2 separate regions of the Sus scrofa genome follow, and region 2 is linked to region 1. The links are chromatin contacts, called in public HiChIP or PLAC-seq maps. All regions are on one chromosome and are shown on one strand. The core of a region is the stretch at or near the end of the contact, and the rest is flanking DNA. Distances in the headings are between cores, read along the strand shown. Region 1 holds the start of EXOC7 (exocyst complex component 7). Region 2 overlaps RNF157 (RING finger protein 157).

Evidence for each region. HiChIP or PLAC-seq counts read pairs in DNA pulled down with a chosen protein or histone mark.
Region 2: an H3K27ac HiChIP or PLAC-seq map of skeletal muscle shows a contact between it and region 1. The contact joins the enhancer-like site here to the promoter of EXOC7 in region 1. A contact is called at or near these places in 2 of 5 promoter capture datasets (both in liver), 15 of 47 Hi-C or Micro-C datasets (alveolar macrophages, blood, embryonic fibroblasts and 7 more) and 2 of 2 datasets of contacts at active chromatin or transcription factors (alveolar macrophages and skeletal muscle).

Annotation. Positions count from the first base shown.
Region 1 is chr12:5,325,605-5,332,791 of Sscrofa11.1, reverse strand. EXOC7 (exocyst complex component 7) reads right to left here and starts at 1,297. Exons shown (of 20, transcript XM_003357964.4): 1 at 1,140-1,297; 2 at 884-949. The coding sequence starts at 1,199.
Region 2 is chr12:5,251,807-5,259,105 of Sscrofa11.1, reverse strand. All of the region lies in intron 2 of RNF157 (RING finger protein 157), which reads right to left. Among named protein-coding and RNA genes, the nearest start is that of RNF157, 29 kb to the right of the region's middle. Within about 2 kb of position 5,130, at least 9 of the 83 cell types and tissues checked have an H3K27ac peak or open chromatin away from gene starts, as enhancers often do. A contact at or near this core is called in fetal skeletal muscle and skeletal muscle, where this site is marked.

The DNA.
Region 1 (7,187 bases), core at 48-2,547:
TGAGACACCCACATCAAATGCTCTCACTTATGTGTGGAATCTAAAAAAAGCACACAATGAACTTCTTTGCAGAACAGATGCTGACTCGCAGACTTGGAAAAACTTACGGTTGCCAAAGGAGACAGGTTGGGGGTGGAGGGATGGGCTGGGGGTTTGGGATGGAAATGCTATAAAATTTGGTTGTGATGATCGTTGTACAACTATAAACGTAATAAAATTCACTGCGTTAAAAAAAAAAAAAAATGGAGTTCCCGTCGTGGCGCAGTGGTTAACGAATCCGACTAAGAACCAGGAGGTTGCGGGTTCGGTCCCTGCCCTTGCTCAGTGGGTTAACGATCCGGCGTTGCCGTGAGCTGTGGTGTAGGTTGCAGACGCGGCTCGGATCCCGCGTTGCTGTGGCTCTGGCGTAGGCCGGTGGCTACAGCTGCGATTGGACCCCTAGCCTGGGAACCTCCATATGCCGCGGGAGCGGCCCAAGAAATAGCAACAATAACAACAACAACAACAAAAACAAAAAGACAAAAGACAAAAAAAAAAAAAAAGAAGTGGTAACCTGGCCATCCTACCCTCACTTGAATTGAGGGTGACACATGGCCAGCATCCAACCCACTTAGGTCAGTCTCACTAAGTGTTTGCAGAGGAGAGAAGGAAGCATGGAGAACTTAGGCAGAGATCAGAAAGTCCAGGCCAGCGGGGACTGCAGCATCTGAGGCCAAGGGGCTGACAAGGGGTAAGAGACGTGCCACACTGCTGCGGGAGAAACCCACGCGTCACGGCTGTCACTACCCAGACCAGAACCCCAGCCCTTAGGTCCAGGCACGACCGGGTCGCAGGGTCTCCTCCAGCGCCTGGAAGCCCCCCCAGCTGAGGAGGGGTTACTCACCATGTTCTTGGTGAGCTGGTCGCTCTTCTCCAGACTGTCTCGGATGAAGGACAGCGTCTCCTCCTCCTGGGGGGAGCGCAAAGGAGGACATCACCAGAAGCCGGAGGCTAAAGGAGCTCACCGCTCCCGTGGTCTCGCCCCCTACTCAGTCTCCTGGCAGGGAGTGTCCCCTTCCCACTCCTGACGCCTCCCTGAGTGGATGCCTGGCCCGGATCTCGGCCCCTTCCCCTCCCCCGCCTCCCAGTGCCAGCCCCACCTGCTTCAGCTTGTCCTCGATCTCCCGCCGCCGGGCGGACGCCTCCTGCGGGGGGATCATGGCTTCGACTCTGCGACTCCCACTGCCCAGTACCTCGTCCCAGCTGACCCTCTCGGCTCCCGTTCCTGTCACACCTACTTCCGCCCGTGGCCCCGCCCCGGGGCGCGCTAGTGGTGCCATATTGGGAGTGGCAGGTGGAAGTGCGCCTGCGTAGAACTCAGTACAGCGGTCTGGAGTGGCCATCTTGAGTGTGGCAGGGAGGTGTGGCCTGGATTCTCCTAGGTGAAGGGATTGCTGTTCTCATCAGAGAAGGTTCTTGGGTGGTGTTTTGTCCTGTCGCTGGCAGAACAGTAACAGCTCACTTGGCCGTCTTCGGGGGAAGGTTTACGCCTTTCACAAAATCAATGACGAACTCCTTTCTCCAGATCGAAGTCTGAATCCAGGCACCAATGTCGCCTTTCCCACAAAACGCAGCACAGAGCTTGTCACACACTAGATACCCAATTGTGCCCATTTAATGAACCAAGGACCTGTGTAGTGTCCCTCTTTGGCCCTAAAAGCTCACGGAACAGGCCCAGTGTGCAAGTAACTAGGTTTTGCAGTGGATCCAGAGCATACGTACCTGCAGTAACCTTGAACCAGTCCCCTACCCTCTCCCAACCCCACCCCCGGCCACGCCCCCAAGCTGTATTTAGAGGAGACCCCGCCAAGGAGTTGAGACATTCCGGCAGCCGCAGGAACCAAGGCTTTCTGATTTCCTCCAAGGCCCGTGAGAAATGCTCCCCGTGTGTCTGAATGCATGCATGCCTCAGTCTCTCCCTAAGGACACCACCACCCTGGGCCCCAAGCCCTTAGACAGGTCTCAGATCTCTCAGGCTTCGCCTTGCACTGTTTGCAGACTTATAGTTCTCTACCCACAGCCTGGTCCTCACCAACCCCGCCAGTAAAACCACACAGCCCTCTCCAAAGCAGACACCCTGGCCGGGCTGGGTGGCTCACAAGTCAGGATTATGGTTTCAGATGCTGTTGGGGCCATGGGTGAGCACTCTGTCCCCGACCCCGAGCCTGGGAACCTCCATATACTGTGGGTGCGGCCCTAAAAAGACCAAAAGAAGAAAAATTAAATAAATAAATAAAAGAATGAAAAGACCAGTTTCGGTGATTCCCAGCCCAATGTCAGGCACATGCTGTTGGCAGTGGACACTGATTTGGTAAAAGCTGTGATTCCCTAACTATACTCAGCACAAGCTGCTTCAGCCAAAGGAGAAAGCGGTGTTTCAGCTGCAGCCTCGGTTGCTTGGCTTTCATTCCCAAACTTGTTCAGAGCACAAATGTGAGGGTCGCCTAGAGGCCCCAACTGCCCAACTCTCAGGGATGCTCTTTCTGGGGGGTGGGGGATAGGGAGGAAGCAAGAGCTTGCTCCCTTCACAGCCTGTTTTTTTTTGGGGGGGCGGCCCCTGCACCTGTAGCATATGGAGGTTCCCAGGCTAGGGGTCCAATCAGAGCTACAGCTGCTGGCCTACATCACAGCCACAGCAACGCAGGATCCCAGCCTCATCTGCGACTACACCACAGCTCACGGCAATGCCAGATCCTTAACCCACTGATCGAGGCCAGGGATTGAATTTGCGTCTTCATGGATGCTAGTCGGATCCGTTTCCACTGAGCCACGATGGGAACTCCTCACACACTGTTCTTTAGTTTGGTAACTTCCTAGTTCCATTATAAGAAAGAAAAACTATAATCCAATATCTCTCATGAATACAAATGCAAAAATACTCAAAATGTTAGCAAATAGAATCCAACATGTATAAAAATAAAGTATACATCATGACTACATGGGATTTATTTCAAGTGTGTAAGGCTGGTTCAACATTTGAAAATAAACTAAGATAATCCATCACATGAACAAGCTAAAGAAGAAAAATTATAAGATCCTCCTCCTGCTTTTCTTTTCTTTTAATGTTTACAACATGGAGCCATCTGCATTTTTTTTCTTGGGTGGACACCCAATTGTCCCAATATCATTTCTTCAATAATTAGTCAACCACTAGTTTAAATGCTACCTGTATCATAAATAAGTCCCCATAAGTATTTACGGTATATTCTGTTCAAATGAACTGTTTTTACCTAATTCAGCACCAGTACCAAACCAATTAAGGCCATATAGCTTTATGACTTAATTATATTTATTTTAATATTTGTTGGAGATATTCTTCCTTGGCCCTTTTTTTTTTTTCTCAAAATAAACAAACAACTTCCTAGATACTCTAATTTTGTTTCTTTTTCAAGTGAGCTGTAAATTTATTTTCACACTGCTTTGAATTAAAGTCCTCAAAGAGGCTGGGACATCACTTAGGGATCCATCCCTGCTGGAGGGATGGAGGCAAAGTGTGACCTTGGAGAGGGGGGGCTGGAAGGCTGGACCCGAGCCCTTCCGGCAGAGCCTGTGAAGTGGCCACTGCTAAGAAAAAGGACCCCACAGGCGAAAGGGGGAGCCAGGAGCGGCCAGGACAAAGGAGGCCTGCTGAGGACAGATCAAAGGCAGGCATGAAGCAGCTGAGTGACAAAAGGAGAGGAAGGCTGGGTGACAAGGAGACCTCGGGCCAGCCTTCTAAAGGGCTGCCTCCAGCACCCAGTCTTGGCTGGACACAAAAAGAACGCCCCCCAAATCTGTGATGAGCCCATAAATAAGTTCGTGACAGCTGGACCCAGGAGGGAAAGGGGGGAGCAGGGGCCTGGAGGGAGAACCAAAGGGGTGAGAAAAGCTAGTTGGGTACACATCCTGGAAGGGGAAGCGGGGGAAAGAGGTCAGCTGTACCTCTGGAGGCAACCGAGCCGCTCTGCTTTCAGACTCAAAGCCACACATTCAGAAGAAGCAGAAATGCCCGGCAGGGGTGCAGCTAAAAAGAATCACTGTCTTAGAGTTCTGGTCATGGCTCAGCGGTTAACGAACCCAACTAGTATCCATCAGGACACAGGTTCGATCCCTGGCTTCGCTCAGTGGGTTAAGGATCCCGTGTTACCGTGGCTGTGGCGTAGGCCAGCAGCTACAGCTCCGAATAGATCCCAAGCCTGGGAACCTCCATATGCCACAGGTGCAGCCCCAAAAAGACAAAAAAAAAAAAAAAAAGAATAGACTCGCTGCACTTCCCTGCCCCTCTCTAGACCCCCTGCCCTGTCCTCCCACCCCTCACCTGTCACCTTACCCAGGGCAGGTCCCAGGAGAGGTCTGTGGAGCAGGTGGGAGTCTGGCTTTGGATGCGTGTTCCCACGGGAGTGAGTTCCTCGTGGAGGCTGACTCCTGTGGCCATCACAGCCGGTGCTCTGATGACACAGAGAAGAGGAGTGAGAACCAGGTATGAGGTCAGACAGGTCTCAACTGCTCCCAGCCCTGCCACCCACAAGCCACGTGACTTCAGCCAAGAGAGGGTCCCTCTGAAAAACATACCACGGGCATTAAGTGATACAGCAAAGAAAAAGGGCCTGGCACGCAGCAGGTACTCAAGAGATGTTAACCAGTGCCTGCCCCAGCCCTTCCCTGGCCTCTCCAGGTGTAGCTGGAGTGTATTAGGAACGAAACTGATTTCTGCAGGTGATCACCCCTGCTTAGAAAGGTGTTCTGAGTTCCAAATTGTCAATTTATCCACCTTTGAAAACTTGACAACTCCTCTTGCCTGTCCTCCAAACAGTCCTGAGTTACTGACAGCATCCTGAGCGGTCAGGTCAGGTCCTTAAAGATCAAGGATGCACCCCAATGTTCACTGCAGCACTATTTTTTTTAATGGCCACACCCTTGGCATCTGTATATTCCTGAGCTAGGGATTGAGTCCTAGCCACAGCTCTGGTAATACCGGATCCTTTAACCCACTGCACTGGACCGAAGATCGAACCTGCACCACTGCAGCGATCCGAGCTGCTGCTGCTGCTCAAATGCCTTTGTTTTTTTAGGGTCACACCTGCAGCATATGAAAGTTCCCAGGCTAGCGGTCAAATCGGAGCTATAGCTGCCGGCCTATTCCACAGCCGCAGCAACACCCGATCCTTAACCCACTGAGCGAGGCCAGGATCGAACCCATGTCCTCATGAATACTAGTCGGGTTCGCTACTGCTAAGCCACGACAGGAACTCCTGCAGTCAGATTCTTAATCCACTGCACCCCAGTGGGACTCCCCATTGCAGCACTAATTTACAAGAGCCAAGACACAGAGGCAACCCAAGTGTCCACTGGCACATGAATGGATAAAGAATATGTGGTTTATACATACACAATAGAATTCACTCAGCCATAAAAAAGAATGAAAATAGGAGTTCCCGTCGTGCCGCAGTGGTTAACAAATCCGACTAGGAACCATGAGGTTGCAGGTTCGGTCCCTGGCCTCGCTCAGTGGGTTAAGGATCCAGTGTTGCCATGAGCTGTGGTGTAGGTCACAAACCCAGCTCGGATCCTGTGTTCCTGTGAGCTGTGGCGTAGGCTGGCGGCTACAGCCCCAATTCGACTCCTAGCCTGGGAACCTCCAAATGTCTCGGGTGCAGCCCTAAAAAGACAAAAAAAAAAAAAAAAAAAAAAAAGAGCAGGGAACACAAGGCACTGGTTGAGGGGACACGCGAGCGACATGGACCCCATTTTACAGGCCAGGAAGTGAGCCTGAGGTGTGAGTGCCCATGTGGGGGCACGGTGCTGAGCCTTTGTAATGACCGTCTCCCAGAGTCCTCACAACCAGTGCGTGCACTGCGGCAGGGGGGTGGGGGTGGGGTCGGTACTTCTGTTCTCACAGGAGGGGGAACCAAGGTGCAGAGAAGCACCTGGAAGTGCCAGAGCCAGGAAGCAGATGCTCTATTTTGTCCCTCATGATGTGGCAGGCTGGCTCACACAGAAACATCAGAGTGACCTTCCTGGGACCAGCAGGAACATTCCAGACCCACAGCCACAGTCCCATCTGTCAAGATGTGCACCTGAGACTTCAGCAGCCAGCACTCCTGGGAAGACTCTGGAGGACTCAGCCTTGTTAGATCCCAAAGCGAGAGAGAGTGGGTCAAGGAGGCACCTAGCCCTTCCCTGCTGCGGTCTGCGTGTCACGGCCCTGCTGCTGACCCCGCGCCTGGTGAGCCTGTGCCTCCAGGAGACCGGAGGGCTCTGGCCACCAGAGAAGAGGCTCTCCACTGTCTGCATGTGGAGCGTGACCAACCCTTGAATGCAAATTTCCCACTAGCTTTTTTTCCTTTTTTTGGTCTTTTTTTGGCCCCGCCTGTAGCATATAGAGATTCCCAGGCTAGGGGATGAATGGCCAGCCTACACCACAGCCACAGAAACACGGGATCCAAGCGGCATCTGTGACCTACGCCACAGCTCATGGCAACGCCGGATCCCCAACCCACTGAGCAAGGCCAGGGATCGAACCCCAGTCCTCATGGATACCAGTCAACTTTGTTAACCACTGAGCCATGACGGGAACTCCCCCATTAGTTTTTTTTTTTTTTTTTTTTTTTTTGCAGCTCCCACGTCATGTGGAAGTTCCCAGGTCACAGCAGTGGCAAGCCAGATCTTTAATCCACTGAACCACCAGGGAACTCCCCTCTTTGCATTCTTATCAAGATGTCAAATCACTGCTCAATCTGTCATTTGTGACTTGGATCCTTAACCCGCTGAGCCACCAGGGAACTCCTCCCACTAGCTTTTTAAACTCCTACCAGCCAAAGGATGCTGCGAGATGACTCCTCGTGGCTCCTGCTCACTTCCTGTCCCCTAGCTCCATTCCTCCCCCTCTGTCCCTGTCCTAACACACACACACACACACACACACACACACACACACACACACACACACACCCTGCACTAGCTCACCTCCTTTCCCTCCCACTCCACTTCAGACCGCAGACTTTCCAGCATATCCTTGTGCTGACTCTTATGGAAAAACGTGTGAACAAATTTGAGACTTTTCCTTCTTCCTCTGCTTGCGGCAACATCTACCCCTTCCCCGGCCTGCTTCTCTTCAGTCTCAAGGTCCCTTTTTCAGGAGGCCGCTTTCCGCGGTCCAGAACCCTGAG
Region 2 (7,299 bases), core at 3,881-6,380, 78 kb after region 1:
GCTGTCTCAGACACAGCCACCATCAACGAGAACCCAGGAGTTCCCGTCACAGCCGGTAGTAACGAACTCATCTGGCGTGGATGAGGATGTGGGTTTGAGCCCTGGCCCCACTGAGTGGGTTAAGGATCTGGCGTTGCTGTGGTGCAGGCTGGCAGTTGCTGCGCCTATTCGACCCCTTGCCTGGGAACGTCCATATGCCGAGGGGAAAAAGAACCAGCGTGAAGCCAAGTGTGATAGTTGGGCAGCCTAAAAACACTCATCTCCTGCAGGCACGGGACCCACTTGGAAGGACTGGCAGAGCTCGGCCCAGGCAGGTTTCCTGAGTCCCAGTCAGGGCCTGATGGAAAGGAATGAACTCTAAGCCTTGAGACGTGGATGTCTGTGTTAACTGACTTGGAACCATGAACCCAGATTCCCTGGGCCTGCGAAGTGGCCAACTCCCTCTCCCCCTTGCTCAAGACAAGCACCTTACGAGACAGGGCTTGCCTACCAAGGTCCGCCCCATCTTCCTCTGGCCACTAGACCATAGTTGGGGCCAAGTCTCAGTGTCCCTCGGAGGGGTCTGCTGGACCTGCTAAGAGAAGGTGTTTGTAACAATCACCCCAAACACACCAGGGGATCAGGCTAAGACACGCGCTGGCAGGATCTAGAGGGACGTGTGGATCCTGAAGGTGCTGGAATAGGGAGCAGCCTGAGGCCGAGCTGACGCTAAGAGGGCAGCCTCCCAGGCCTCAGAACTGACACCCTGGCAGAGGCCTGGGTCTCGTGGGAGGTGGGGGAAGGGGCCTCTTGGGAGCTTGGCGGAGCAGCGGAGCACACGCAATGATTCCGGGGCGGGCACGAGGCTGAGAGGAGCTGGCATGCTGGCATGCGCTGCCGCATGAAACAGGAAGAGCCCCTGGCTGGCCGTGTTCTCTGGGAGGCCTGGAAGCCAGTCTGACGACCAAGCCCTGGACGCTCCTCGGTTTCCAACGGCAGTTCCGCCTCCCTGATCAGGGCCCGCTTCGTCCTTCTGCGCCCCGGGGTCAGACTGCATCAGGTCCCGCGTGAACAAGTGGTTCTCCTTTATCTGTCCTCACAGTCACCTCAGCCCCACGTCCAGCTCTAACTCGTCGTCCGCACGGTCCTCTGAGTAAATCTGCCAAAACGCACGTGAGAGGACCCCCAGGTTTTTGTTTTTTTATTTTTATTTTTGGTCTTTTTGCCTTTTCTAGCGCTGCTCCCGAGCCATGTGGAGGTTCCCAGGTTAGGGGTCGAATGGGAGCTACAGCTGCCAGCCGACGCCAGAGCCACAGCGACGCAGGATCCAAGCCTCATCTGCGACCTACACCACAGCTCACGGTAACAACGGACCCTTCACCCACGGAGCGAGGCCAGGGATCGAACCTGCAACTTTCGTGGCTCCTAGTTGGATTTGTTAACCACTGAGCCACGACGGAAACTCCAGGACTCCCACTTTAAAACCCACGAGTGGCTCCCCGCGCCCACAGGATAAAAGTCCAAAGTTGGCAGGAAGGCACACAGGGCCCCTGGTCTAGGCTGGCACCCACAGCCTTATCTCTTGCTGTGTCTCCTCCGACCCTCCGGTACCCTGAGCCATGTGCAAGGCCCCACACCACCTTGCTTAGAGGTTTCTGTGCCTTTGCTCGCCAGCCCCTCCTCCAACATGCAGATATTCCTGGGTTATAAGTAAGTTCCTTCAGGCAGGGATTTCATTTTATCCATCTTTATATCTCCAGCTGTTTCCGTTTGCTGGCACGTAGCAATTCCAGGTCAGGGATGGAACCTGAGCTGCAGCAGTGACAATGCCAGGTTCTTAACCAGCAGAGCCACCAGGGAACTCCCAGAAATGCTGTTTCTAAAAAAAAAATCCTTATGTAGAGTTCCTGTGGTGGCTCAGTAGCAACAAACGGGATTAATATCCATGAGGACACAGGTTCGATCCCTGGCCTTGCTCAGTGGGTTAAAGGATCCAGTGTTGCCATGAGCTGTGGTATAGGTTGCAAACACAGCTCATATCCTGCATTGCTGTGGCTGTGGTGTAGGCCGGGAGCTGCAGCTCCGACTGGACCCCCAGCCTGGGAACCTCCATATGCCAGGGGTGTGGCCCTAAAAAGACAAAAATAAATAAACATAAATAAAAATTTTAAAATCCTCATGTAAAGCTGCCTGGGTTTTCTTTTGCTCTCAGGTTGTTAAAAGAAGGCCACATCAGAGCTCCCTTCATGGCTCAGTGGTTAACGAACCAGGCTGGGATCCATGAGGTTATGGGTTCGATCCCTGGCCTTGCTCCATGGGTTAAGGATCTGGCGTTGCCATGAGCTGTGGTGCAGGTCAAAGATGAGGCTCAGATCTGACATTACTGTGGATGTGGTGTGGGCTGACAGCTGTAGCTCCATTTCAACCCCTAGCCTGAGAACTTCCATATGCCGAGGGTTTAGCCCTAAAAAAAGAAGGCTGTATCCACACCGAACCTGACATTTCTCTAAAGGTGAAATCCTTGCACGCTGACACCAAGAGGATGAAGCTACCAGCTCCATCCCTTCCCATGCTCACTCTGAGGTCTCTGTCATTCTCTGCAAGCCACAGCCACTTCTTGGTCCATGCCGAAACCCCACTCGGCAGACCCCACCCTTCCTGCAGTTCACTAAAAAAAAATAAATAAACAAAACCCATTATACTGTCGACTTCCTTAATTTTCCTACTTCTACATATTCTCCCAGACCTACTTCCTTCCTGAGCCCAGCAAGAGTCCCTTCTCTATTTTTAAAGAATATTAAAATGCTTTTAGTTAAAACATGAAAACATGTTCACCAGGGAAAATTCAAACAAGAGAGAATACGAAGCAAGAAGCAGCTCCCCTCCCTGAGGAACCCCAAGAGGACACGGGTTCACAGCTAAAAATGCACTGTTCTGATGAATTTTTATGCACCTGTGAATATTAACATAAATGTACACATATATTTTTATACGCTGTTATTTTTTTTATCAGAAGTGAAACCAGACTCCTCATTATATATAGCATCTTGCTTTTTTTAGGCAAACTATGCGGTGGTGGATATATTTTTATCTCAAGGGATACAGATCGACTTTATTTTTGGCTGAATACCGGTTCATCGCCTCGACACGCTATAATTTGTCTAACGAGTCCTGCCCGATGTGCGGGAAGCCCACTGAGGTCAAAAGTGAGTCAGCGCTGCAGTAGAACCCCGAGGGCAGAGGAGACACACGCGCGTGTGAGTTTTCCTTCCCACGGCGGTGCGGAGCCGTGAAGCAGCTGGGCCGCAGCGGAAAAAGGGATGTTGCCAAACTGAACGCCCCCAACAAAAGCCAGCTGCAGCACAATTACAAAGGAAGGAAGAAAGAAAGAAGACAGCAGGCAAAAGGCAAAAAATCCAATCCCACGCACACAGAGGAAAGAGGCCCCCTCTCCGTAGACTTCTGATTGTGCTCTGGACCCCGTTTCGTCCCCCGCCCCCGCCCCCATTCATACGGCAAAGACCAACTCCCAATGTGACGACAGCCGGAGATGGGGCCTTGGGGAGGCCATAAGGGTGAGATGAGGTCCCCAGGAGGGTGGGGTCCCCAAGATGGGATCAGTGGCTTCATGGGAAGAGGAAGAAAGACATCAAGCCTCTCTCTGCCACGTGAAGACACAGGACGAAGGCGTCGTCACCGGCCAGGAAGAGGGACTTCGCCAGCAACCCAATCTGCTGGCGCCTTGGTCTTGGCCTTCCCGGCCTCCAGAAGAACTGTGAGAAATGACTTTCTGATGTTTAGGCCACCGGCCTGCGGTGCTCTGTTACCGCAGCCTGGCTCGAAGGCACGAGATGCTTGTGACCAACCTGTCCGGTTACCCGGGGGCCTGGACACACATGGACCTGCAGACAAAACCCACCCTGAGCATCCCTTCCCCGCCTCGCACGGCCCGCAGCTCTTGAACCTGCCCCGTCCCTGGTTTTGAATGCCACAGTCCTAGTTCAGGCACGTTTCATTCTGAACTACATTAAAATAACGGCTACTTCCTAACGGGTTCCCTGTTTCCTCTTGTTTCCATTCACTCTACTGCTAATTCACTGAGTGGATTTAAAGAGTTAACTTTCTAAAATGAAAACCAAATCATAATTGTTGTCACGGTTTGAATTCTTAAAATATGCCAGCAAGACGGGTCTTTTTAGGGAGTTCCCACTGTGGAATGGTGGGTTAAGGATCTGGTGTTATCTCCATGGTAGCTCAGGTTGCAGTTGCGGCTTGGATTGATCCCTTGCCCAGAAACTTGCATATGCTGCAGGTGCAGCCAAAAAAAAAAAAAGGTATTTTTATAGATGGAGGCTCCAGGATGGCAACAGCGTAACTACACCCCAAAGCTGGTCACTGACGAGCTTCTCCTGACCATGACCTTCTTCCTGCCGTGGACAGAGAACTATAAGCTGCTCAATACGACATTCACGGCCCTTCAAACATGGGCCCAGTTTATCCTTCCAACCTCATCGGCCCCCAGTCCCTTCAGTCCATTTGCGATCTGGAAGCCTGTCATGCATCTTTGCACCTGTGAGCTTCCTCACGTCGCTTGTAAACTGGGCCTTAACGACCTTCCCAATCTCCACCTGGGAATCCTGCTCAACCCTCCAGGTCCAAGTCATCCCTCAGAGCTGGGGCCCTGGGCAGGGGGACCCCACTCATCTGTGCTCCCAGGGTGCCCTGGCCCCATCTTTCTCATAGAATGACCGTGATCCACCACGGTCGGGGGCAACCCGCCCACCCCTCTCAGCCGGAGCTCCTTGAGGCAAGGGCCAACATGTACTCCCAGCTGCCGGCACAACACACGACTCGTAGGTATTTCCTGAACAAATGAATGAACGGCACCCTGGCTGATACAAAACCGGGCGAAATTCTGCTTCCCAGATGAACACATCGCCAAGTTCCTTTCAAGAACTTGGTCTCCCTGCACACCTGTGACTAATAGAGAGTTCAGTTTCCAGGGACTGGGCGTAAGCACAATTTCGGATCTGTCTCCTTTAGAGGAAGAAGGAAAGCCCGCCTTGGTTCTTAAGCCAGCTGAGCAGCCTGGTTGCAGAGAGCGTGAGAAGAGTGTGTGGGGCCTGAGAAAGAACGAACGAGAGGATGTGGAGAATGACCAAAACCGAGCTGCTTCCTCCCAGATGACAGAGATCTGAACGCAGGTAGGGCGAGATACCATCCGATACTCTGACAATCCCGAAGGCACTGAGCCTCGACGTAATTGAGAGCGTGGCAGTAATTTGCCTCAGCAAAATAAGATCTCATGCAATAAAGGGCCAAAACGTCAGCACCAGCTCTTCGCCATCCAGGAAGGGGTGGGATGGCCTTTACCTAACGTTGTACAAGCATGCTGTACAGACACAACAATCTTCTCTCCTCTGTGCAGCGACCAGAGCATAAAGACCTCGAGAAGCCCGGTTCACTGCTTGAGACAGTAAACGAAGAACCAGTATTCTCTCCACCCAGAGCAGTCAACAGCTGCAGAAATAACTAACCTGAGAGGTTAGTGAGTGAGCTAACCTATTTCCTTCCTTCCTTCCTTCCTTCGCTTTTTAGGGCCGCACCCACAGCATATGGAAATTCACCAGGCTAGGGGTCGAATCAGAGCTGCAGCTGCCAGCCTCCACTACAGCCATAGCAACTCAGGATCCGAGCCGCATCTTCGATCTACACCACAGCTCACAGCAACGCCAGATCCTCAACCCCCTGAGCGAGGCCAGGGATCAAATCCGCATCCTCATGGATACTAGTCGGATTTGAATCTGCGGCACCACAAGGGGAACTCCAGCTCCATATTCCTTTCATGCAGCAATTCCAATGCATTTTTCAAGCACGACACTCCTAATAAAGTCAGAATTGCCTCCTCTTTTCAAGAGGGTAATTTGAGAGCCTGAGCGGCAGGCTTGCCAAGGTTGCAAAGCGTTTAAGAGACAGATGTGGGAGTTCCCATCATGGCACGGCGAAAACAAATCCAACTAGCATCCATGCGGATTTGGGTTTGATCCCTGGCCTTGCTCAATGGCTTGGGGATCTGGCGTTGTCCTGAGCTGCGGTGTAGGTCACAGATGTGGCTAGGATCCCAAGTTGCTGTGGCTGTGGTGTAGGTGGGCAGCTATAGTTCCAATTCGATTTGACCCATAGCCTGGGAACATCCATATGCTTCGGGTGCAGCCCTAAAAGGCAATAATAATAATAATAATATGTAAGTAAAACGTGAAATCTTGATTCCAAGTGCTGTTCAGCCATCTTTCTAGATACACACACACACACACACTCTGGTTCTTTAAATCTGACCTGAAGACTTGATAATAAGCTTGACTTGGATGGATTAAGCTAAATGGGAGATCCGCTCAGTGTAACCACTCCCTGGAGTGGTCCTTGTCTTAGTCTGATTATTCAGAAATGACAGGAAATTGGGGTTCCCCTGGTGCCTCTGTGGGTTAAGAATCCAGCATTGTGGCTCAGGTCACAGCTGTGGGTGGGTTTGATCCCAGGCCTGGGACCTTCTGCATGCCACAGGTGTGACCAAAAAAATAAAGAAATGACAACAAATGCCACAAATCCCAGAAGCCAGGGAGTCTATGGCATTTGCATATCCGTGTGTGTGTGTGTCTATATATACACATGGCATCTGGACGTTTCCAGGCTAGGGGTCAAATCAGAGTTGCAGCCACCAGCCTATGCCACAGCCACGTGGGATCCAAGTTGCATCTGTGACTTACACAGCAGCTTATGGCAACACCAGATCCTTAATCCACTGAGTGAGGCCAGGGATTGAACCCACATCCTCATGGATACTAGTTGGGTTCATTACCTCTGAGCCAGGACAGGAACTCCAATACTAGTTAGGTTCTTAACCCGCTGAGCCACAACGGGAACTCCAGCATTTATATTTTAATCTAACAATTCGTTTCAATGTATTTTGTCCCTGCCTCTCTGGGAAGAGGAGCTGTCCTTGCCTGGAGCCGCTGGATGGCTTTATAAGGCTGTTCTCTTTCCTCTGCAACCTGATACCCACTGAGTGACTGCGAGATGCGAGTTCCTGGACAGTGGAGGTCAGCTCTGCAGAACTCAGGCGACAGATCAGCCTTCAATTGCCGGGCCTTCCCCTACGCAAGCTGACACGCAGGAGGTCGGGTCAGCAGGCAGATTTACACCCCAAGCAGGGACTCTCAGGAGAGATTCAGGAGACCATGCCACCGCCCCTGGCTACTTTTGAACGGCTCGTGCGCCGTATCTCACAAACCGCACTTAGGGACCTGCTCCAACGGACCAGCC